7 separate regions of the Mus musculus genome follow, and all the other regions are linked to region 1. Evidence: chromatin contacts called from public promoter capture Hi-C data. All regions are on one chromosome and are shown on one strand. The core of a region is the stretch at or near the end of the contact, and the rest is flanking DNA. Distances in the headings are between cores, read along the strand shown.

What was found. Promoter capture Hi-C pulls out the DNA fragments that hold promoters and counts their contacts.
Region 2: a contact with region 1 is called in a promoter capture Hi-C map of pre-B cells, with 2.6 times the contacts expected there. The contact joins the promoter of Ctnnbip1 here to the promoter of Tardbp in region 1. A contact is called at or near these places in 3 of 39 promoter capture datasets (the HPC-7 cell line, liver and pre-B cells).
Region 3: a promoter capture Hi-C map of hippocampal neurons shows a contact between it and region 1, with 5 times the contacts expected there. The contact joins the promoter of Nmnat1 here to the promoter of Tardbp in region 1. A contact is called at or near these places in 4 of 39 promoter capture datasets (cranial neural crest, hippocampal neurons, liver and 1 more), 1 of 484 Hi-C or Micro-C datasets (B cells) and 1 of 115 datasets of contacts at active chromatin or transcription factors (bone marrow-derived macrophages).
Region 4: a contact with region 1 is called in a promoter capture Hi-C map of pre-B cells, with 3 times the contacts expected there. The contact joins the promoter of Ube4b here to the promoter of Tardbp in region 1. A contact is called at or near these places in 8 of 39 promoter capture datasets (the 3T3-L1 cell line, the C10 cell line, cranial neural crest and 4 more).
Region 5: a promoter capture Hi-C map of pre-B cells shows a contact between it and region 1. The contact joins the promoter of Miip here to the promoter of Tardbp in region 1. A contact is called at or near these places in 1 of 39 promoter capture datasets (pre-B cells) and 1 of 115 datasets of contacts at active chromatin or transcription factors (pancreatic cancer cells).
Region 6: a promoter capture Hi-C map of pre-B cells shows a contact between it and region 1, with 2.1 times the contacts expected there. The contact joins the promoter of Mfn2 here to the promoter of Tardbp in region 1. A contact is called at or near these places in 2 of 39 promoter capture datasets (erythroid cells and pre-B cells).
Region 7: a promoter capture Hi-C map of pre-B cells shows a contact between it and region 1, with 3 times the contacts expected there. The contact joins the promoter of Plod1 here to the promoter of Tardbp in region 1. A contact is called at or near these places in 4 of 39 promoter capture datasets (the C10 cell line, cranial neural crest, liver and 1 more).

What each region holds. Positions count from the first base shown.
Region 1 is chr4:148,625,537-148,628,382 of GRCm38.p6, reverse strand. Tardbp (TAR DNA binding protein) reads left to right here and starts at 1,387. Exons shown (of 6, transcript NM_145556.4): 1 at 1,387-1,702.
Region 2 is chr4:149,516,902-149,519,747 of GRCm38.p6, reverse strand. It overlaps Ctnnbip1 (catenin beta interacting protein 1), which reads right to left and starts at 1,507. Exons shown (of 5, transcript NM_023465.4): 1 at 1,369-1,507. It overlaps Gm24381 (a small nuclear RNA gene), which reads left to right and starts at 2,466; the gene lies at 2,466-2,569.
Region 3 is chr4:149,483,773-149,486,618 of GRCm38.p6, reverse strand. It overlaps Nmnat1 (nicotinamide nucleotide adenylyltransferase 1), which reads left to right and starts at 1,409. Exons shown (of 5, transcript NM_133435.2): 1 at 1,409-1,510. It overlaps Lzic (leucine zipper and CTNNBIP1 domain containing), which reads right to left and starts at 1,353. Exons shown (of 7, transcript NM_026963.6): 1 at 620-1,353.
Region 4 is chr4:149,425,182-149,428,027 of GRCm38.p6, reverse strand. Ube4b (ubiquitination factor E4B) reads left to right here and starts at 1,397. Exons shown (of 27, transcript NM_022022.3): 1 at 1,397-2,146. The coding sequence starts at 2,123.
Region 5 is chr4:147,867,239-147,870,084 of GRCm38.p6, reverse strand. Miip (migration and invasion inhibitory protein) reads left to right here and starts at 1,366. Exons shown (of 10, transcript NM_001025365.2): 1 at 1,366-1,716. Fv1 (Friend virus susceptibility 1) reads right to left here and starts at 1,106. Exons shown (of 1, transcript NM_010244.3): 1 at 1-1,106. The coding sequence starts at 1,106.
Region 6 is chr4:147,903,451-147,906,296 of GRCm38.p6, reverse strand. Mfn2 (mitofusin 2) reads left to right here and starts at 1,388. Exons shown (of 19, transcript NM_133201.3): 1 at 1,388-1,639; 2 at 2,800-2,846.
Region 7 is chr4:147,935,419-147,938,264 of GRCm38.p6, reverse strand. It overlaps Plod1 (procollagen-lysine, 2-oxoglutarate 5-dioxygenase 1), which reads left to right and starts at 1,489. Exons shown (of 19, transcript NM_011122.3): 1 at 1,489-1,663. The coding sequence starts at 1,588.

The DNA of each region.
Region 1 (2,846 bases), core at 138-2,637:
GCACAGGTCTGTAATCCCGGACAGTCAGGAGGCCAGGCCCAGGCTCTGCTGTATGAAACCTTGTCTTAGGAGACAAACAAAAAACCATTTTGGTGACTCACACCTGTAATCCCAACACTGAAGGCGCAGATTCAGGAAAGGCATAGCAAATCTGAGGCCAGCCTGGTCTACACAGTAAGTTCTAAGCCAGCCAAAGACTACGCAGAAATCCTGTTTTGTTTGTTTGTTTGTTAAGTTCAAAACCAAAAAGTAAATAATGCTGGGTGGAAGGACTCATGCCTATAATCCCAGCACTCAGATGGTTGAGGCAGGAGGACAGGCCAGGAGTTCCTGGCCAGCCTGGGCTCTAATGGAAGTTAGGGGCTAGACATTAACATCTGTTCTTCCAATGCCATCTTCTTACAAGGTAGCTGTGAGGAGGAAATGAATTCATTTATAAACTTAAAGTGGGAAGGCTTGGCCTGATGGTGATCTGCAATCCTACCCCATTCCTCCCAGAAGGGAGGCAGAGGCAGGAGGAACCCAGCAAGCTCAAGGCCAGCCTGTTCTGTACAGCAAGACCCAGTTTCAGTAAATAAAGCAACTGTGTAAAACCTTTGTGCCTAAGCTTTGAATCTGATACACCAAGAAATTCCAACCCTGAGTAAAGAGTCTACATCTGCTGCTTGGTGGTAGAGCTAGCCTTCAGCCTTTTTAAAGTTATACTAGGACTCGTCAACTGGAACCGAAATACTGAAACATCCAAGTAGTTTTTTGCTGTAGGATTCAGACCCTAGTGGGGCCTCTTTCTCATGGTGACTTCATGCAAGGTACTCAACTCTGTGCCTCAGTTTCTTCACTTATTGAAAGAGGAGAGAGTATCACGACTATCGTGTAGACTGCTAGGGCAGCATCCACACTTGGCAGCCTTGATGAGTTAAAGGACAGCCTGGGCTACACAGTGACTTTGAGATCCCTGTCTCTAAAACAGTATCTGATGGCTAAGCCCAAGGTCAATGGGAAGACACTTGCCTGCCATTCACAAGATTCTGGTTTGTTTTTCTCCCCCTAGAGCCAGAGAGTGCTAAAAGGTACTTGATACAAAATAGTACTTAGAACAGGGACCATTTTGCAGATCAAAGTTAATGTTTCCACGTTGGAAATTAACGAGCAAAGGCAGAAGACATTTAAGAGTCGCCTTTAGACTAGGAACCCAGGGTTCCCAGGGATTCCCCCCCAAGCCCTTACGCGTTCAGTCGCAGGCTCCGCCCCCTTTCCCTCCTAGCCCCGCCCCTGCCGCCCCAGTCCCGGCCTGCGCTAGTCTCGCGCATTCTCGGCGCGCGCGAGCTCCTCGACTAGGGCCGGCCGTTGGTCAGGCGAAGCCATCTACCGCGTTACGTAGGGGGACTCGGAAGGCCGAGTGGCCGTTCTGTCCTTCATCTGTCAGTTTTTCAGACCCAGCTGTTTTCATTGTTGCGTTTCTTTACTTTTTTCTATACGCCGAAGAGCCTGCTAGCATCCGAGCCTCTGGGAGGAGAGAGCGCCTGTGGCTTCCCTCGGAGAGCGCCCCTCCTGCAGGGAAGCCAGTGGGAGAGGCCGAAGGCGGGCGAGGGCGGGAGGCGGCCCTAGCGCCATTTTGTGGGCACGGAGCGGTAGCGCGGCTGTTGTCGGATTCCTTCCCGTCTGTGCTTCCTCCTTGTGCTTCCTAGCAGTGGCCTAGCGGGTAGGTTGGTCGCCAAGGCCGGCCTGCGTGCCTCGAGTGTTGCTTCGGAGAGGCCCGGTGCGGCCTGCGCCGCGGGGAGGGAGCGGTAGAGCGGGGCCTGGTTGGCCTCGCGCAGCCGCGTCGTTAAGGCCTAAGCGCGGGCAGTAGCCGGAGCGGGACGCCGGGCCTCTGCTTGGCTGTGAAGCCACGGGCGGAAGTGTGTGGCCGCCCCGGGTTTCCAGGCGTCCTAGTCCCTGTAGATTGTCGCTTTTGAGAATAACTGTTGTCACCATGGGACTTGGACCTCCGCGGGCCCCACCCTGGGCCCAGTTGAAAGGGGGGGAAAATCATCAACGTTGTCTGTCGCGCACGGCCTTCTGGGAAGCGGCGGCCTACCTCCCGGAGTAGCCGTCGTTGCTCCCTCGACGCCTAACTTTAGCCAGACCTTTCCGAGGATGAGCACCAGAACTGCTAGATAACTGTTCTGATGTCGGTGTTCGTGCTCCACCAGCACAGGGAGGGTTCCTCAGATCCCAATGCTTGGCTGGTTTTTTCCACGTTAAAGCACGTGCTAAACCCGATTCAGGTCCAGGCTATAGAAGAAACTTAATTCAGAATGGTTACGAAATACGGTAGCCTGTAATCTGTGCGCTCCAGGTAAGAAATGACGAGTGCAAGAAAAAAAATCGGGGCAGATACTTAGTTCTTTAACACCTTGTTTTTGTCTGGCTTTGTAGCCAACGGGCCACATGGTAACACTGTTGCCATTTTAGCACCGGAAGCTTATAGTGTGCGCTGAGAAAATAGAACTGGCGGGCAGAGCGCCACATGAACACCGGTTTTCCCTGTGGCTGCCCCGGAACTCAGTAGACTAGGCCAGCCTCGAACTCAAAAAGATCTGCCTGCCTCAAGAGTGCTGAGATTAAAGGCGTGGGTTATCGTGCTCGACAAAAATCACATTTTTTTTTAAAGATTTATTTTATTAATATATGTAAGTACACTGTAGCTGTCTTCAGACACTCCAGAAGAGGGAGTCAGATCTTGTTGCGGATGGTTGTGAGCCACCATGTGGTTGCTGGGATTTGAACTCTGGACCTTCTGAAGAGCAGTCGGGTGCTCTTACCCACTGAGCCATCTCAACAGCCCCCAAAATCACATTTTTATT
Region 2 (2,846 bases), core at 258-2,757, 890 kb before region 1:
ATTCCTAGTGTTCTGGCCCCTTCATAGCACCTAATGGTTTCAGCCACTTATTTCTTTACTCAGTTATTATCTGTGCTCTTTCCTTCCTTGGTTGCCATCTCCCAGAAGGCAAGGACTGTTTAAGCCCCAGAGCATGGAAGGCATGAATGGATCTCCATCTCACAGAGGTAACTTCTGTCTGTCCTCATGGACCACACTGGCTCTACCAGGAAGCCATGAGTGACACACTGGCACTGAACAGTTGGCACCTTTATTTGTGATTCAAAGTCCTGCTTTGAATCCAAGGAAGTGCTGGCGTCTCCAGACACCTTCATGGCAGCAGAGATCAGTTATCACAGGGTTTCCAGCCAGGAACAAGAGCCTGGTGGTGGTAGGAGCGAGCCAGAAGCCAAGAAGCCAGAAGCCACTTGAGAACTAAATCTCAAGACAAACTGACTTGCCTCCAGATCCCACAGCAACATACTCTGTGCCTCAGTTTACCCAGCAGTTATCTAGGCACACTTCCTTTGGATCTGTAAGTGACAGGAGACAGAATAATTAACAGCTAGAGCATAGTTAGATCCTCAGATAGAAAGTGCTGCAAGCCGCACGTCTCATTATTCATAAAACTCTTGATCCCCTTGGGCCTTCCCATGAGCTAACCGGCAGAGTTACTCCTAAGTCAAGTTCCATACACAGAAGCATGCAAAGGCTGCAGGGCCTCTGCAGGTAAAGTGTCCAGAGCTCCAGGCTCACGGAAAAGGGAAGTGCAACCTTGATAGGGGTGGCAAAAAGGAGGGGATACATGCAATTTGGAGGTCCGAGTGGTTAATCTGCAGGCTCACGTTCCCAAGTGCCCTGCGAAGGTGAGACATGTGTCTCTCACATGTACCTTCCAAAAACACCAAGGAGAGGTGGAATCAGGGGAGCGGACGGTGCATTTAAACTAGAAAGGGAGGAAGGGCAGCTGGGCGGACAGACAGACCTTGGCAGCATCTAGGAAGGGAAACATGGAGAGTCAGGATGCTGGGAAAGAGGTGCGGTAAGGTGAGGAAGAGACAGGGCAATGGGACCAGGAGGGTGGACAGACGATGACAAGCACGCGGGCCCAGAGGGGTGAGCAACTGGGACACCTGTGGAGGAGACCCCCAAGAGAAAGGGAGGAAGGCAGCAGGGTGGTCTGCGGCGGGAGGTAGCAGCGCCGGGTGTGGTGGGGACGACGGGTCCAGGCCCAGGGCGCCGCGCCAGCGGAGCCGGCCCGGTGGGTCTCTGCGGGGTCGAAGGTGCCTTCCGCGGCCCCTCCCCGGGAGACAAAGGGCCGGCGGCTCCCCCGCGTCCCGGCGCAGCGCCGGCCCCCATGCTGCGGTCGCGGCCCGGCCTCGCGCTTACCTGGGCCGCCCGAACGCGCGGCGCCGGGGGCTGCGGGTCCGGAGCGCGGCGGCCTGTTCCGGGGCGCGCTCAGCCGGAGAAGCAGCCGCGGCGGCGGCAGCAGCACCAGGAGCGGCCGCCTCAGCCTCCGCCTCTCCGTGAGTCACCGCGGCCGGGAGGGAGGGAGGCGCCAGGCTGCCGGAGGAGGGACCGGCGGAGGGGGGCGGCATCAGGCTCCGCGCGCGCGGCGGAGGCGCGGCGCCGACCACGCCCCAGAGGGAGGTACCCTGAGGGGCGGGGCCTGAAGGGGTGGAGCCCCTAGAGCGGGAAAGGAACAGGCATTGGTTAACACACCTTTGGGGCGGGCTGCTTGCTGGAGGGCGGAACCCTGAGCCTCAACACGAGAAGGACAACTCATTGGTCATCTCTGGTTGAGGGCGGGACCAGAGGCTCGTGGGCGGGGTCTCGCGGTGGGTGGGTAGGGGCTCTGTCTGTACTGAGAACCCAGGGGAGGAGCAGGCGAGGCTAGAGTGAGGGGTCATATAGGGTAGAATTTTCACTGAGGCCACTTGACCCAGAACCCCAGAAAGAATGAAATGGAAGAGGTTGCAGACTATTTAGTGGCGTGGGCGTGGTATCTTGGAACAGTTAGGTCTGCTCTTGAATTTGGGGCCTAGCCTGGGGTCTGTGAAATCCAGAGTGCCCAGGGCCTCTGTGATTAAAATCTTTCTACCGGCAGTCTTGCTGTATCTGGAGAGGTTGAAAGGGGAAAATTGTTCATTTTCGGCAAATTGCTTTTAGTTTAAAGGCACATGAATGCTTAAGAGTGGTATCATTTCCAATTTATTTTTGAAAAATTTATGTGTGTGCCTCCATGTTTGTATGTGTGCCACATGTATGTCTAATGCCTTGGCATGGATTCCCTGAAACGAATTACAGACAGTTGCGAGCAACCATGTGGGGCTGGGAACTGAACTCTGGTCCTCTACAGAAGCAGCAAGAGCTCTTAGCTGAGTATACTCTCTGCTAGTGTCCATGGGCACCTACCCATGGTATACATACAACAGGCATCCACACATAAAAATCAATTGAATAAATAAATTTAAAAACTAAAAATGGTACTCATTCCGGTAGCATACATACTAAAATTGAAACAATACAGAGATCAGCATGGGCCTGGCACAAGGATGACACACAGATCTGTGAAGCATTCCATAGTAAAAATAGAATTTTAAATGACAAAAACTAAAACCTTAAAAATACAGTAAACTGTGTTTGTTTTTTTTTTTGTTTGTTTTTGTTTTTTTGTTTGTTTGTTTGTTTTTTTCAAGACAGGGTTTCTCTGTGTAGCTCTGGCTGTCCTGGAACTCACTCTGTAGACCAGGCTGGCCTCGAACTCAGAAATCTGCCTGGCTCTGCCTCCCAAGTGCTGGGATTAAAGGCGTGCGCCATCATACCCAGCTTGTAAACTCTTGTGTGTTGTTGTTATATGACTATGC
Region 3 (2,846 bases), core at 160-2,659, 860 kb before region 1:
CTACAGAGTGAGTTCCAGGACAGCCAGAACTACGCAGAGAAACCCTGTCTAGAACCACGCCCCCCAAAAAAAGAAAAAGAAAAAAGTAAATTATGAAAATGTAAAATGAAAAGAACATATTTTTTCTAAGATTACAGGTATGTGCTAACATGCCCAGACTTGTTTTTCTTCCCCCAGAACAGGGGATTGAATCCAGGCGCTCATTCCTGCTAAGCAAGGACTCTACCATTAAGATAAATCCCCTGCACAGTAAGTTATTACTGTTTAACACAAAAATTTATCTCTTCTTGGGGGAAATGGAGGAACCAGAATGCTACATATACGCTACGCCAGACTGCACTCCCAAGCTGCAATACAGTCTCAAAAGGCAAAGTTATTCTGAATAAATTTAAGGAAAAATAAAGGCTTGTACAACAAACAAACAAAAAAAAAAAAAACAAAAACAAAAAAAAAAAAACAAAGCAACAACAAAAAAACTTTAACCACACTACAGATTTAGACCAGAAAGATTTGACTCACTGGCACCACCTAGTATTGAATAAAAGTGATGCGTTTCCTTTGAGACTGCCGAAATGGCCAACACTGTCATCTGGAGTGGAATATATTCATTCACGCTCACCGGGGTTCCAGTATCCTGTCCCGTGCACGGTGCTCAAAACTCGCCAACTGTCGGAGCTCTGAGTGTCATCAATTTGAGGAAAGCGAAGTTGTCATAAAGTTTACCGGAGGCTCAAACTTCAAACCTCCTGGGGTGGAGCTGGCTAGAACAAGGTAAAACTGTTAAGAGTTTTATTTGCTGTGTCTGAACTTGGCCTACAGCTGTCCAGATCACTTCCCGCTAAGCAGACTGTAACTGAAATACGTTCTCCATTCCTAGGAAGACGCGGGAGAGGCCACTGAATCCCTGGGCTGTGCCTCCCGTAGCTTTTGCCGAGTCTCCTCTGGGTGAGGCCACAGCACTCGGGACTCGGCTTGAGGAAAACTGTCCAACTCAGACGCACGAGAAGGCAAGGGCAGAAAGCACACCTTCTCAGGGACGGAGGTGAGCAAAGCCCGGGCCCGGGACCACCGGAGCAAAAATAAGGCAGAGCCGGACCGCACGCTCGGATGCCGGCCTCCTCCCCGCGGACAGACGAACTCCAAGCTCCCGCCGAGGTGTGCAGGTCCCGCCAAGGCCGGGCTCCAGCAGGCCCGGTGGTCACCTGAGGAGGCGGGGAGTCCTACGCCTGCGAAACGCTTCTCCGTCCTCCCTGATCGGAAAACAGGACAACCTCCTTCGCCCTCCCGATCCCCGCCTGCCGCCCGCTAGCGGATCCCAGGGTTTGGAACCAGGGGCCCCGCCTACCTGACTCCCCGGCCTGGCGGACCGCATGGAGCGAGCACTTCCGCTGGATTCGCGCACTTCCGGCTGTGTGGGGCCAATGAGAGCAAGGCGGCGGTGTTCCCTGCGCTGGCGTCCGGGCCGAGGTTGTCTCCTGGAGGACTAGGGCCGTTTGGCCTTCAAGGCCTGGTAAGCAACCCACCGAGGTCCTAGGAGACGAGCCTGTGCGAGCGTTAGCCCGGTGACCCGTACTTTGCCAAGCAAGGGACAATGCACAATGGCTGGGCCTTTAGAGACTTTTGTAACGGTCCCTGGGGCCAGCTCTTCATAGTCAACTCTTGCCCTTTAGTTCTTGGAACCAAAAAGTTGGTAACTTTCCTGTGACCTTGGTGCAGGTCAGTTCCCCCACTTGGGGTGGCCTGGATTCTTCCTCTCTAGAGATTTCTTGAGAGCAGACGCCCATGAACTTAGAGGGATGTGGGTGAGAGGCAATGGGGGAAAGCCAGTGCTGAGAAGGACATTCCCTTTTAGTCGTTTCCAAATCTGGGAAAGAGCAAGCCCACACAGCCTTTGAGAACCAGTTAAATTGCTGCTGAGTGGACTGTAAACTGTTACCAGGGAGCTGAGTGGAGAAAGGGCTATGCCAGCCCTTTGGGACCCAGATCCTGAGTCCCAAATGTCGGATATTGAGCTACACTGTTGGATTCTGGGTTTGCTTAATTGTGATTATTCCTATTCTCTGGTTCTGCCCTTTTGGGATTAGAAAGTATGAAACTTATTTTGATTTTACAGGAGCTCATGATTAAAAGACTTGGACTTTTAAAGAGACTCGGAACTTTAAAAGTTTTGAAATTTTGAAAGACTGAGAATTTTGAAAGTTGGTCTATGCTTTTGTTTTATAATGTTAACAGGGACTTTGGAGACAAGAAATCGAAAGGTTATAGCTTACAGTGATGCCTTTGTGAAGTTGAAGGGGGGGGGGTGTTAGAAGTTCATAGTTAAGCCGGGCGTGGTGGCGCAGGCCTTTGATCCCAGCACTCGGGAGGCAGAGGCAGGTGGATTTCTGAGTTCGAGGCCACCCTGATGTACTGGGCTGTATAAGAAAGCCAGCTTCCTAGGTGCTGGGCATTGGCACTAAAGAGGCAGAGATGGAATGATATCTCTGAGTTCAGGGCCAGTCTGGTCTACAGACTGAGTTTAAGCCAGGAGGCAGCAGCATTCATTCCTCAGTAGTGTCTGCTTCAGGTTCCTCCTAGAGCCCGTGCCCCAATTCTTTCAGTGATGGACTGACCTGGAAGTATAAGGCAAAAGAACCCTTCCTCCCCAAGTTGCTTTTGGTCAGAGTGTTTTGTCACAGCAGCAGAGTGAGGCTCAGACACTGGCTATATGTTCTACAAAATAATTGGCTGTAGTAATATGAAAGATTGTTGTAACCCATAAAGAGATTCTCTTTATCCAAAAGTTCCCACAACGTAAAGAATGTATAGATTGATCTTGGTGAGATCTTAGGTCTGCACGACTGTTT
Region 4 (2,846 bases), core at 148-2,647, 800 kb before region 1:
GTGATTAAAATGTTCTGAAATTAAAGAGCAATGATGTTAAAGAACTCTCACTACCCTAAAGCCATTGTATACTTTACTTGTGTGATTTAATCTGAGGCTACATGGCAATTATCATGTTTTCAGAAAAACAATGTAATTGACATCAGTGTAACTAGGGGTGCAAAATGGCTTACACAGAATTCATTTCCTGGAAAGTAGAATGCAGTCCTGAAAAGCCTGCAGCGATTTAATTTTACTCACAGACTCTTTGCATATCTAATAGTCATGTTCCCATTTTTAGCATGTAGCAAACAAATTGTAACTATTTTAGTCACTTCTTGTCCCCTTGGATAAGATCAACTGTAACTCTTTTAAACAGGAGTGGAATGTTTAAGATTATAGTTCAGCTAAGAGTAGCCGGTAATGAACCCTAGCACTTGGGAGGCAGAGGCAGGCAGATCTCTGTGAGTTCCAGGCCAGCGAGACCCTGTTTCAAATACATACATGTATACACATATACATACATTAATGTTATAGTTGGGTAATCTGTGATGGTGGTGCATACCCCAGCGTTCAGGCAGGATTTCAAATTTGGGGCTATCTGAAATACATAGCAAGATTCTGTCTCAAGAACAATTAAGAACGAGATGATTATGGCTTTTGTAAGCCATACGATATATACTTTGTGGCAAAATCTGGATTTTCACGGTTCTGTTAGATTTTTCAATTTGTATTTATACATTGATTGTAAAGTAAGTTTTTGTTGTCCGGCCGAGCTGGCATTACAAAGGGTTAGTTACTAAGTCATTGTTCAATACATTTCTCAATAATTTGAGTCTCTACACCCTTAAAGCAGAGCACCTCTCTAAAAGAACAAGGTAAAATAAAATTAAGATCCTGTTAGTTTTCTTCCATGGGTTTTCCTGGGGGAGGAAAAGAGTGGGACAAGGTATTTGCAGGATGGTGCTAAATGCTCCCTGCAGAAAGCAAATGTGTTTCCGATTCCTCAGTTCTTCTAATGTCTGTAGCCGGCTTGCAGCATCCTGGAGGATTTCCAAGTCACTCCACAGCAGGATCCACATGGGAACAAACTAGCACCGCAGAAACCCAAGGCGCAGGGGAGAGCCCGTGGAAGGGCCATATTCGGATTGGCACATCCTGCCCTCAGCAATTCTACCTGGGCCCCGCCCACCGCGCCCCTCGCCTCCGCTCAGTCTCCATGGTGACTGTCCGCCCCGCCTCCTCCTCGTCTCCTCTTAGCAGCCCCTCTCGCCCCTCCCCCCGCCTGGCGCCGCTCAGGGAAGAGGGGGTGGGGCAGGGGGCGGGGACAGGATGCAAGCGAAGAGGAAATCGGCGGCGCGACGCCCGCTGCTTATTGGCTGGCGAATCCCAGAGCGAGAAGCCCCGCCTCCCCGGCGAGGGTCACGTGACCCCTTTCAAAGATGGCCGCCCTGTTGTTTTGATGAATAATTCTTGGTGGGGCGAGGGGGTAAGAGTAGGGTTGGAGGGGTAGGAGGATTTACGCTTCCAGCGAGGGCTTCGCCAGTCCCGTCCCTCCCCTGCCCCCCACCGGGGTTCTCGCGTGGAGGCGGGGCGAGCCTGGCCTGCTTTTAGAGGGGAGGGGCTTCCCGGTCCGGTGCTGGGCTCTGCCTGGGCTGCTGTAGGGTCGCCGCGCCTCGGGGGCATCCAGTGTGCAGTGGAGCTGTTCCCGCCTGGGCCCAGGGGTGGGACCCGGAGCAGGGTCTGCGGGAGAAAAAAACGCAGCTGCCGCGTCACCGCCACGAAGACACGGCGCGCAGCGGGCACGAGCCGAGCTGGAGACCGCGCCGCCCGCCCTGGGTAACCTGGGAAGCTGAGGGGAGTCAGTGGCGCCTGGAGAGGACCCCATAGCGGTGGCCGTGGCCAGAGGCGGCAGCTCTGGGCGCTTGCTGCTGGAGGAGGCTGCGGCGGTGCGAGCGGCCGAAGCCAAGGCGATTCAGTGCCTCGTGTTCTTAGTTTTTAACCTCTGACTATGCAATTCTGAAACCTCCCCCATTGGGGGACCAGACAGCCCGATAGATACCTTCCACTCTTCCTTTGCTCCCGCCCTGGTCTCAAGAACTGAAGGATCTCTCTAACGCCTTTCACCATTAAGAGGAAAGCGATGGAGGAGCTGAGCGCTGACGAGGTGAGGAGGCTGGGGCGTGGGGGGGGGCACCTTGAAAGGATTACTTGGCAACTCTTTGGCGCTTTGGATGGGGACAGATTTTTGCCCTGGTGGTGTCGGGCTCTTGGGATTGGGGAGGCAACGGAGATGGCATTTTCAAGAATAATGAAATATAATGGAAGTAGTCATTCATCATCAGGTTGGCTGTATTGTAAGAAGCCCTTGGCTCCACTTTGGGCTACCGTCTCAGTATGTTTACTCGATCACTAAAATTCTCCAGAGATAGAGAATGCAAGAGGGTCTCTCGTTTTATTCTCCTTTATTCTCTCTCGTTTCTTCATTCGGAACTCCACTCGCTTTTCTTTCTTTTAGGGTCTGAAGACGGGGGTGGGGTGGTGAGGAGCATCTTGAAGGTGTTCAATCTTTTTAAAAGGGTGTTCGAGAAAGAGGGGCGCGATTTAGATCGTGGTATATTGTGTGTGTCTGCGTCGTCGGGGGTTTTAAAGAACAATTTTGCATAAAATCATGATGTTTAATGGCAGTTTTAAAGGGAAGGATTTGAAATCCCAGATACATGTGACCATTTCATTGTAATAAATTATCAAAGGTACCTTTGTGTTTGAGAGGTAGTTACAGATTCCTTGAGATTTAACATTAACAAAGTGTATATACTTAATAGTTAAAAAGATTCCAGTTAAATTACACTAATTTAACAGATTCC
Region 5 (2,846 bases), core at 117-2,616, 760 kb after region 1:
AGCCACTCTATCATTCCAAGTTCCCTAAGCCTTTCAATCCCATCCTCAATAGAATACCACTCCAGGGTGTCAGGCGACTGCAGCTCTCTTGTAGTAGGCCATCTCTGGACCCATGCTTCAGCCAACCAATCAAACAAACTCTTCACACCATTATCTTCAACAGTGCGGGCTATGACATTAAACTCACTATCAAGGCTCAAAGGACCTAAACTGAGAAATTCAATCTGATCCAGTATTGTGAGCCTCCCACCATTATCCCACACCCTTAAAATCCATTTCCTAGCATGTTCCTTTGCCTTTTGGCGATTTGAGTGAGCAAGTGAATTGAGTTCATGATTAGTATGGCGGTGTTTCTGACTTGTAAGGTCAGACAGAGACTTGGGTCTGGTGACAGGTTCAGAAGTAACTAAGGATGTTGAAGACTGGATCTGAGGGGCATCTGCTTTGTCCTGCTGGGTGCGTTCTTTAGACAAGGCATAACCACTTTCCTCAGACAAGGATGGAGAGGCCAAGACAGTGGGCAACTCAGCTTCCTCAGACCCTTCAGAATCTATGTCCTCCCACACATCTCCATCCCAGGTTACCGGATCCCATTCTTTACCAATCAGTGCCCTCACCTTATCTGCAGACACTTTCCGGGCAGGCTGACACATGACCTGGGATTGCACATCAGCTAACCTCACAATGAGGGCTTCAGTCTGTTTTTCCCCAACTTCAATCCTGTGGCGGTAGGAAAGAAGAGTCTCCCCCAGGACACACTTAGAAGCCTTTAGATCATTTATGTGCATTCGGAGCTGGGAAATTTCATCTCTGAATTGGTCCCTTTCCTTTGTTACTTTATCCAGAAATGCCAGAAGCAGCTCGCCAACTGCGTCATAGTCCCTAATCTTGCAGAAATGTTCAAAAGTATGGTACACAGAGTCATTAAGTTCCTTACCGCTCGAAAAGGATGAATCGGGGAGATCGGCCACATTTATCTTCTGCAGCAGCTCACGCCATGGGTTAACAGTGTCATTATCCGGAGAGTCATTATCCGGAGAGTCCTCGGCAAGTTCAGGTTTGAAGAGCCAGCTCGAGAAACCAGCAAGCGCACGTGGGAAATTCATCTTCAGACTTTTGTTTCCCTAGAACTCGGCTACTGCGTCCTACAAGCCTCGGATCCAAATTCCAGTTCGTCCCTGGCAAAAGCACTCTGGGGAGTTGCTAGTGTGGGGTCCGCGTGAAAAGGTCAAAGTTGCCGGAGTCTCTAGCCCCACCTATCCACTGCCATTAGAGACTTTACATCCGGAAATTGCGTAACCGAGTACTACTGACCAACCAGAGCCTGTCCTCAATTTGAATTGGTAGAATTAGCATTAACAGTTAACCAATCAGCAATGAGGTCCCATTAGCCCCTCCTTTCCATATTGAAACTGCCGCTTCCGGATGCGAAGAAACAAATATAAGGCGTCCTGGCACTGTCAATTGGCCGAGCAGGACAGCGGCGGAGGCCCCGCCCCAGCCTTAGCCAATTAGGACAACCACTGGAGGTTCCGCCCCTGCTGGAGGCGGATTCCCCGGCTGCTGGGAATCTGGGCTTTCGGGCGGAGAGCGTTGGCGTCCTTTTATCCATGGCAGCCGCTGATCTCGGGACCACAGAGGCGTGCCTTCGTCCCGCTAGACCGGTAGAGAAGGGGCAAGCGCCTAGGCCCCGGTGTGCACCCTGCCTGAGTGCGCGTGAGTGAGATGCTGGGGTCTTCTCTGCTCGCCCCCTGCAGCCTGCTCCGAAACCCAAGTCTCCAGGGGCCTGTAGGGTGGCAGGGCTGGGAAGGATAGGGGGGTCTGATTCGGCTGGAGGAGTCTGGGCTGGGGTTGTAAGAGAAGTGGGAAGTGCTTCTTTATATTGCAGACATCTCTTCCAGAAGCAAAAGAAAGTGTCTGGAGAGACGGCTCAGTGCTCTTAACCACTGAGTTCAATTCCCAGCAACCACATGGTGGCTCACAACCATCAGTAATGGAATCCTACGCCTTCTTCTGGTGTGTCCGAACAAATAAATAAATCTTTGAGAAAGAGAGAGAGAGAGAGAGAGAGAGAGAGAGAGAGCCCCTGAGTATAATTTTTGAGGACCAAAGCTGGCCGGAGAAGGGGTGGGGGTGGGGTTTGTGTCCCAGTCAGGGCCATGCTTTCCTCCGTGCAGACCCTTCATAGGGAGTCATGTGTCAACAAAGGTTTATTTGCCCCAGAGCACAGCCAACAGAACAGAGAAACGATTCCACCCAAGTGTGGCTGGGTGAACCAAGGAGTGTACGTATTGGGGTCATGACCCAAAGGCAGCTACATCACTGACAGTCCCACCGAGCACGGGTTCTGATCCACCCCCGCGCAGCTTTCAGGCAGCTCCATCTGAGAATGCTCTCCCCTGGACATAGTTTAAATCAACCTTGTGGAGGGAGCTCTAGGAATTTGCAGCCTTCTGAAGAGATTCTCTCCTCCCACCATCAGGGAGAAGTTTGAAAGTCAGGGGAAGTAGCCACTGCACAACAAGCAGGAACCTACATTTTGGTTCAAACCCTGCTTTTGACATTTAGTAGCTGTGTGACCTTGGGATATACATGCAAATTAAAGAAAGGAAGAAAGAAAGAAAGAAAAGCAAAGAAATGAATTGACCAGGAGAAGACTTGTGGCAGAGAAAAAGGCTTAATGCTTCCAGTTCTGGGTTCAGTGCCAGCTCCAGATAGTATGAGACCCCGACTTAGAGCGTTTCTCCCTGGAAGGTAAAGCCCCTAGACGTTCCCCAAGCTTGTTTTCCCTGATCTCTAAAAATGCAGCCAGAAAAAAGCTCTTTGTTCTCTATAGCCAGCAAAAA
Region 6 (2,846 bases), core at 139-2,638, 720 kb after region 1:
AATCGGTAGAAAGCATAACATGGCAGCTAGGTGTGTCAGTGAGATGACTACAGTCCTAGCCCTTGGGAGGCAGAGTAAAAAGATCATCAATTCAAGGCTGGTTTGGGCTACATAGTGGGAAGCCTGCCCCCAAACAAACAAAAGCAAGGTCGCATGGGCCACAGACACAGTTAAAATATTCAGCTAGCCATATTATCTGCTTTTAAATACTTGGCTTGTTGTTTTTATTTAATGTGTATGGGATGCTGCCTGCATGTATGGAAGTGTATCAGAAGTGTGCCTGGTTCCCCCTGGAAGACAGAGAGGACACTGGATCCCCTGAATTGTAGTTACCGATGTGAGCTAACATGTAGGTGTTGGGTCCTCTGTAAAAGCCATCTCTCTAGGCCCCAACCATATTCATTTATCGTGTGTGGTTGATGTACACGTGCCCTGGCTCTTGTACGGAGGTTAGAGGACAACATTTTATGAGCAGGTTCTTTCCTTCCACCGTGTGGGTTCCTGGAGATGGAACTCAAGCTGTCAGGCTTGGTAGCAGCCATTTATACCTACTGAGCCTTTTTTGTGACCGCCACTATTAGCTCTACTTTTAGAAGTAAGAAGAAACGGGGTGGGGGGGGCGATTTAATTAAGATAATGTATTTCATTTAGCCCAGTTTATCCAAAGCTATAACAACACATCAATATAAAATTACTAATAAGGTAGTTTGCATTTCTTTTTATATTAAACATTGGGGCATTTCTCAGTTTGTAGCAGCTGCATTTCAGGGTCTCAGTAGCTACAAGTGGCTGGTGGGTGTTACTACAGAGCCCAGGCTTGGAGCCCTCCCAGCTTGGGGTCCAATGCAGTATCCCAGTTCTTGGAACAAAATGAGGGGCCAGTGAATGGCATGTGAGGTTGGATAATCATGTCCTGAATGTCCTGGGACTGAGTGAAAATTAAAAACTGCATGTTAGATAGCCAGTGCAATGACTGTCACCTAGTAGCTGCCTGATGCGTTGTGGCTGCTGTTTAGTTGCCTCAAAGGCAACTGAAGGACAATTACTTCACCCTAACGGTCTGTTTGTTCCCTTTGAAGACACTCGGATTATGAAATGCGAGTCTGGATTTCAAAACTGACAGGTGTTATACAGGGTCAAATTCTGGAGCAGCAACAACAAAAAAGGCGCAACAACAAAAAAGGCGCACGCAAACCTCTAATCGGTACCCTTGTCGTGTCCTGCCCGCTCCCCTCCCCGCCGTCCACCCTCTCCCCTCCCCCAACCCCCGTCCCGTTCTCCCACCCCTCCAACCCCTGCTTGACAGCTCGAGGCTCCGCCCTACCCCACCCTGACGGACGCTGATCCAAACTACAACTCCCATGACGCGCTGGGAGCCCCACCCTACAGCTTACGTCATCTGCACGAGACACGGGACGGTTACCAGGCACGCGGGGGCTCCTTTTGGAGCGCGGAGTTCCTAGACACTGTGGTATAGGAGTGGTAAGGTTGAGGTGACAGCGTTCAGAGGCCATCGGCTCGTCCGGGCTGCAGCGGGGCGAGTGACGAGCGCAGCCCCCTCCCCTCCCGCTTCTCTCGGTGTGGCGCCGGCTAGTGACGTGTTGGGTGTGATGGCCGCCGCGAGGCCGGGAAGGTGAAGGTGAGAGGGCGAGCGCGCCGGGGTGGTGGAACCGGCAGGCCCGGGCCGGGAGAGTCCTGAGCCACCCGGCTTAGGACGCTGGGCCTCTGGGGCCTCTGGGCCTCGGGCTCAGGCTCGGGTCACACGGGCGTTTCCCCTGCTGCGGCCTCGCCGTCAAGCCCTGCTCGGCTCTGAGGAGGGGGCGGGCCACCGGACTGAAGGCTGGGAGGTGGGCTCCTCCTCGCAGCTCCCCACACCCTGATGTCTCAGCCCTGTGATCTCCATTCAAGGTCCCTGACCCATTCCCGGTTTTCATCCAGTACTTTTCTTTTTTTGCCAGCATTTTTTTTTTTTCAGCACCCGGTTCACTGTACCCCACTTACGGTGGAAGTCTTTTTACTTATATGCCTTTTCATTGCACCGTTAAGACTCTGAGGGTTGGAGCTATTCTTAATCCGTCCCTGACCCTAGCACCTAACACATTGAAAGGCCACAGTGAATACTGAAAAAGATAGCTGTTTGGAAGGAGAAAGGCAACACTACTGGCCTCCATCTCTTGTAGTACTTTTCTATCCTGTTTTCTAGCTTTGCCAATCATCTCTCCCTTCGTCAGAAAAGGACTCTTGATTGTCCCCTTTTTGTCTTAGGTAGGAAAACACAAGTGAGCTTTGGAGTCACAGCTAGTGTAGTTTGGTGTCTAGCTTGGCTGCTTGGCTCTATACATCTTCCTAGTACTGTAGAGACCAAGTTTGCTCCATAGACTTGAGAATGGAAGGAGAGACTTTACAGTAGCAGGGATACTCTGGCCTTTGTCAGGTCTATTTTTCTTCCTCTCCTCTCCACTCCCCTTCCACTTCTAGTTGGCAGTTCCCCAGTCCTGAAGGCCAGGCCTTGGCCTGATTCAGCTCCCTTCTCTCTCTGGCTGTGTCTTAGCGAGGACCTCTTTGGTGCCTTGCATTAGCACATGGCTTAATATATTAGCACACGGCTAATGTGTTTGTCTCATTGTCATTGTTATTGTCTCCTCCCCCTCCACACACACACTTCCTCACCTGCTTCCTCAACACCGCAATGAGTAAGCTTCCCTCAGGGATGAGTTAGTTTGGCTTTAACACCTGATTAAACATATTTTGCATTTTCTTTCCTGGTGGCCCAGTGACCTCTGCCTTTTTCCTTTCCAGAAGCTTGGACAGGTGGAGTCAACACCATCAGGGGCCAACCTGGACCT
Region 7 (2,846 bases), core at 240-2,739, 690 kb after region 1:
CTGCTGAGGTCGCTTCCTCTGGTTGGTCTTGTGACTTTGAGCTTGCTGCTGGATAGCCCTGGGCCTCTCTTCTACCATCTGTGAGAGTGTGAGTTGACCTCTGCACAATGAGGTGGACGCCCATTTTTCCAGCCTGTTCTTATTTCCCAGAAAGGACACGTGGTTCTTCAATTGTACAAGTATTGTACATCTTTCTCAAGAAAAAGAGAAACAAGAAAAGAAGAACGATTCCCAATAATATGACCTAGAAACGCTGCATAAGTTATGAACATGTTTATTCCACAACTTGGAAATAATCATTGCAAACATTGGTCTGTAAGTTTCCTGTGTTGGGGGTGGGTGTGTGTTGTTGAGGTCTCACACAGTCCACACTAGCCTCAAGCTATATGGTCACTAGCTCTACGGCTGAGCATGTCTTGAACTCCTGATCCTGCTATGCCTCCTGAGTGCTGGGATTCCAGCTCGCTTTGACACCTTCTTCCTCCCTTCTCTGACTGAGTCTGGCTGTGCAGCTCAGGCTGGCTTTGGACAATGGAGCTCTTCTACCTCCTGAGTGCTAGGATTTGGGCAGACCCCACCCTACCCCACCCAACCTTGTTTTGACCTATCTGCTAGGCAGAGGATCTATCTTTAACAATGAGTCATACTGAAGAGAAAACCTTTCCCACTTAGCATCCTGTAGATGCCTGTTTCCTTTGTGAAAGACCAAATCTCCCTAACTCCCTGATTTCGTCAAGCCCCTCCTCCCCCGCCCTCCCGAACCCTGCCCTAGGATCTAATCTGTGGGACTGAGATTCCAGGGTCCCTGTTTGAGCTCTCTTCTACGGCTTGACAGATTTTGTCTAAATGTAGATGTGCTTGGCTCACATCTGGACCAGGAACCCTTGCTCCAGAAACTTTTGACCTTCTTTTACTTTGTCTGTGAATGGCACTGAAAATTTTCACTCCATCCACTTAGCCCTCATTCATCCATCCACTCACTCACCCATCCATCCATCTGGCCCCCCATCATCCATCTATCCAGCCAGCCAGCCACTTACCCATCCATCCACCTATACCGCCATCCAACCATCCACTCACTCACCCACTTACACACCCACTTATCCATCCATCTAATACCCCCCCCCCACCATCACCACACACACACACATCCATCCCATAATTAACCGCTGCAATTTCCTTGACTACTTTCTGATTTCCTTCCAGGGAGCGGAAAGTTGAATTAAGTGATTCTCTTTTGGGAGCTGGGGCTAGACTTTATATATATATTCCCACCATCGCGGTGCAGATGATATTAAGTCTCCTCTTCTAGACATCAAGGCCTCGCCCTCCTCGCCCACTTGGAGAGAAGCGGGGGAGGGAGAGCATGGACGGTCCGGCATCGGGACCCAGGGGGCACAACGACCTGCCCCAAGTCTGGAGGACCTAGAAGCCTAAGCAGGAAAACCCTTCCCCGAGGCGGGCGGAGGCGTGCGCGGCACCGCCCCCGGGGCGGGCTCAGTGCGTGGCAGCGCCCGCCGGCCCCGTCGCGAAGTTTCCAGTTCAGCTTCTGTCTCAGTGCCGGCGGGTTGTTCCCGAGACTCCGCTATGCGGTCCCTGCTGCTCCTGGCCCCGTTGGCCTGGCTTCTTCTGGTCCAGGCGAAGGATGACGCCAAGCTAGAGGGTGAGGACGCGGCGGCGGAGCTGTGCCTGGCCGTCTGTCTCGCCGAGGACCGGGGTGTCCAGGCGACCTGGGCTGGAAGGGGGGGAGCCGGGGAGCTGGGTTGCGGTCATCTGTCCACTTGCCCGCGGGTGACTCCGGTAGATCACTTCCTCTCATGGGGTCGGGATTCCTAGGTTTGTGCTGCGGGCAGAGGAGGGGACAGCCGAAGTACACTCTCCCCTTGCGCGCCCCCTACCCTCATTTGGCGCTCAGAGGAGTCCATGATCACAATTCCCATAATAAGTAGCAAGACTCCCGTTTATCGTACACGATCTGCTGCAGCCTGGCCTCACTAGTTAAGCACCAGTTAAATACGTTTGCTGGAAGTGTTTTCTTATGTTAACCCCGTTTTCCAGCTTTACAAACTGAGGCTCCAAATCAGCCGCATTCTCCAGGGCATCCTGTTTTCTTCCACCCATGTTGCTGGAGACATGGGAGTTGGCCTGAACATGGTGGGTGGTAGGAATGTGGAGGGCTCCGGTGGGTGAGCCCTGTTGGTAAGAGCACTTGCCTAGCTCGCATGCAGCCCAGGGTTTGGTCCCCAGCGCTGCATAAACTAAACATAGTTGTGCATGCTTATAACCCCAGTACTCAGGGAGGTTGAAGCAGGGTTATCAGAAGTCCAAGGTCATCCTCAACTACACGAAGGGTTAAAGTCAGTCTAGACTACATGAGACCCTGACCAAAAAGGAAAGAAAGGAAGAAAAAAAAAAAAAAAAAAAAAAGGAAAGGAAAAGAACCTGGCTTTGAAACCCATGTGCTGGGAGCCACAGGTTTTTGCATGCCTGCTCCGTCTTCCATCTGTGCTCAGTTATACATAGGGTCACACGCCTTTCGCGTTGGTGATGCACAGTTTTTGAGAAGCTTGGTATTTTAGACTCCAACACAGAGTGGCAAGACCTCATTTCTAGAGATCACAAGAGATTCCTCAAATAAGACCAGCCCCTGAGTCCCCTTAAAGTCAAGGCTCTGGGCATTTTCTCTCCAAGCTCAGAGCAGCTAGGTTTGTTGTTGTTGTTGTTTTGGGGTTTTTTTGTTTGTTTGTTTGTTTTGGTAGGGTCTAATCTAGCATCAAAGGAAGATAGATAAGAGACTCTGATAAGTCCCGACTACAGAGTTGGTAATGTGTGCAAAGGCCCACCTA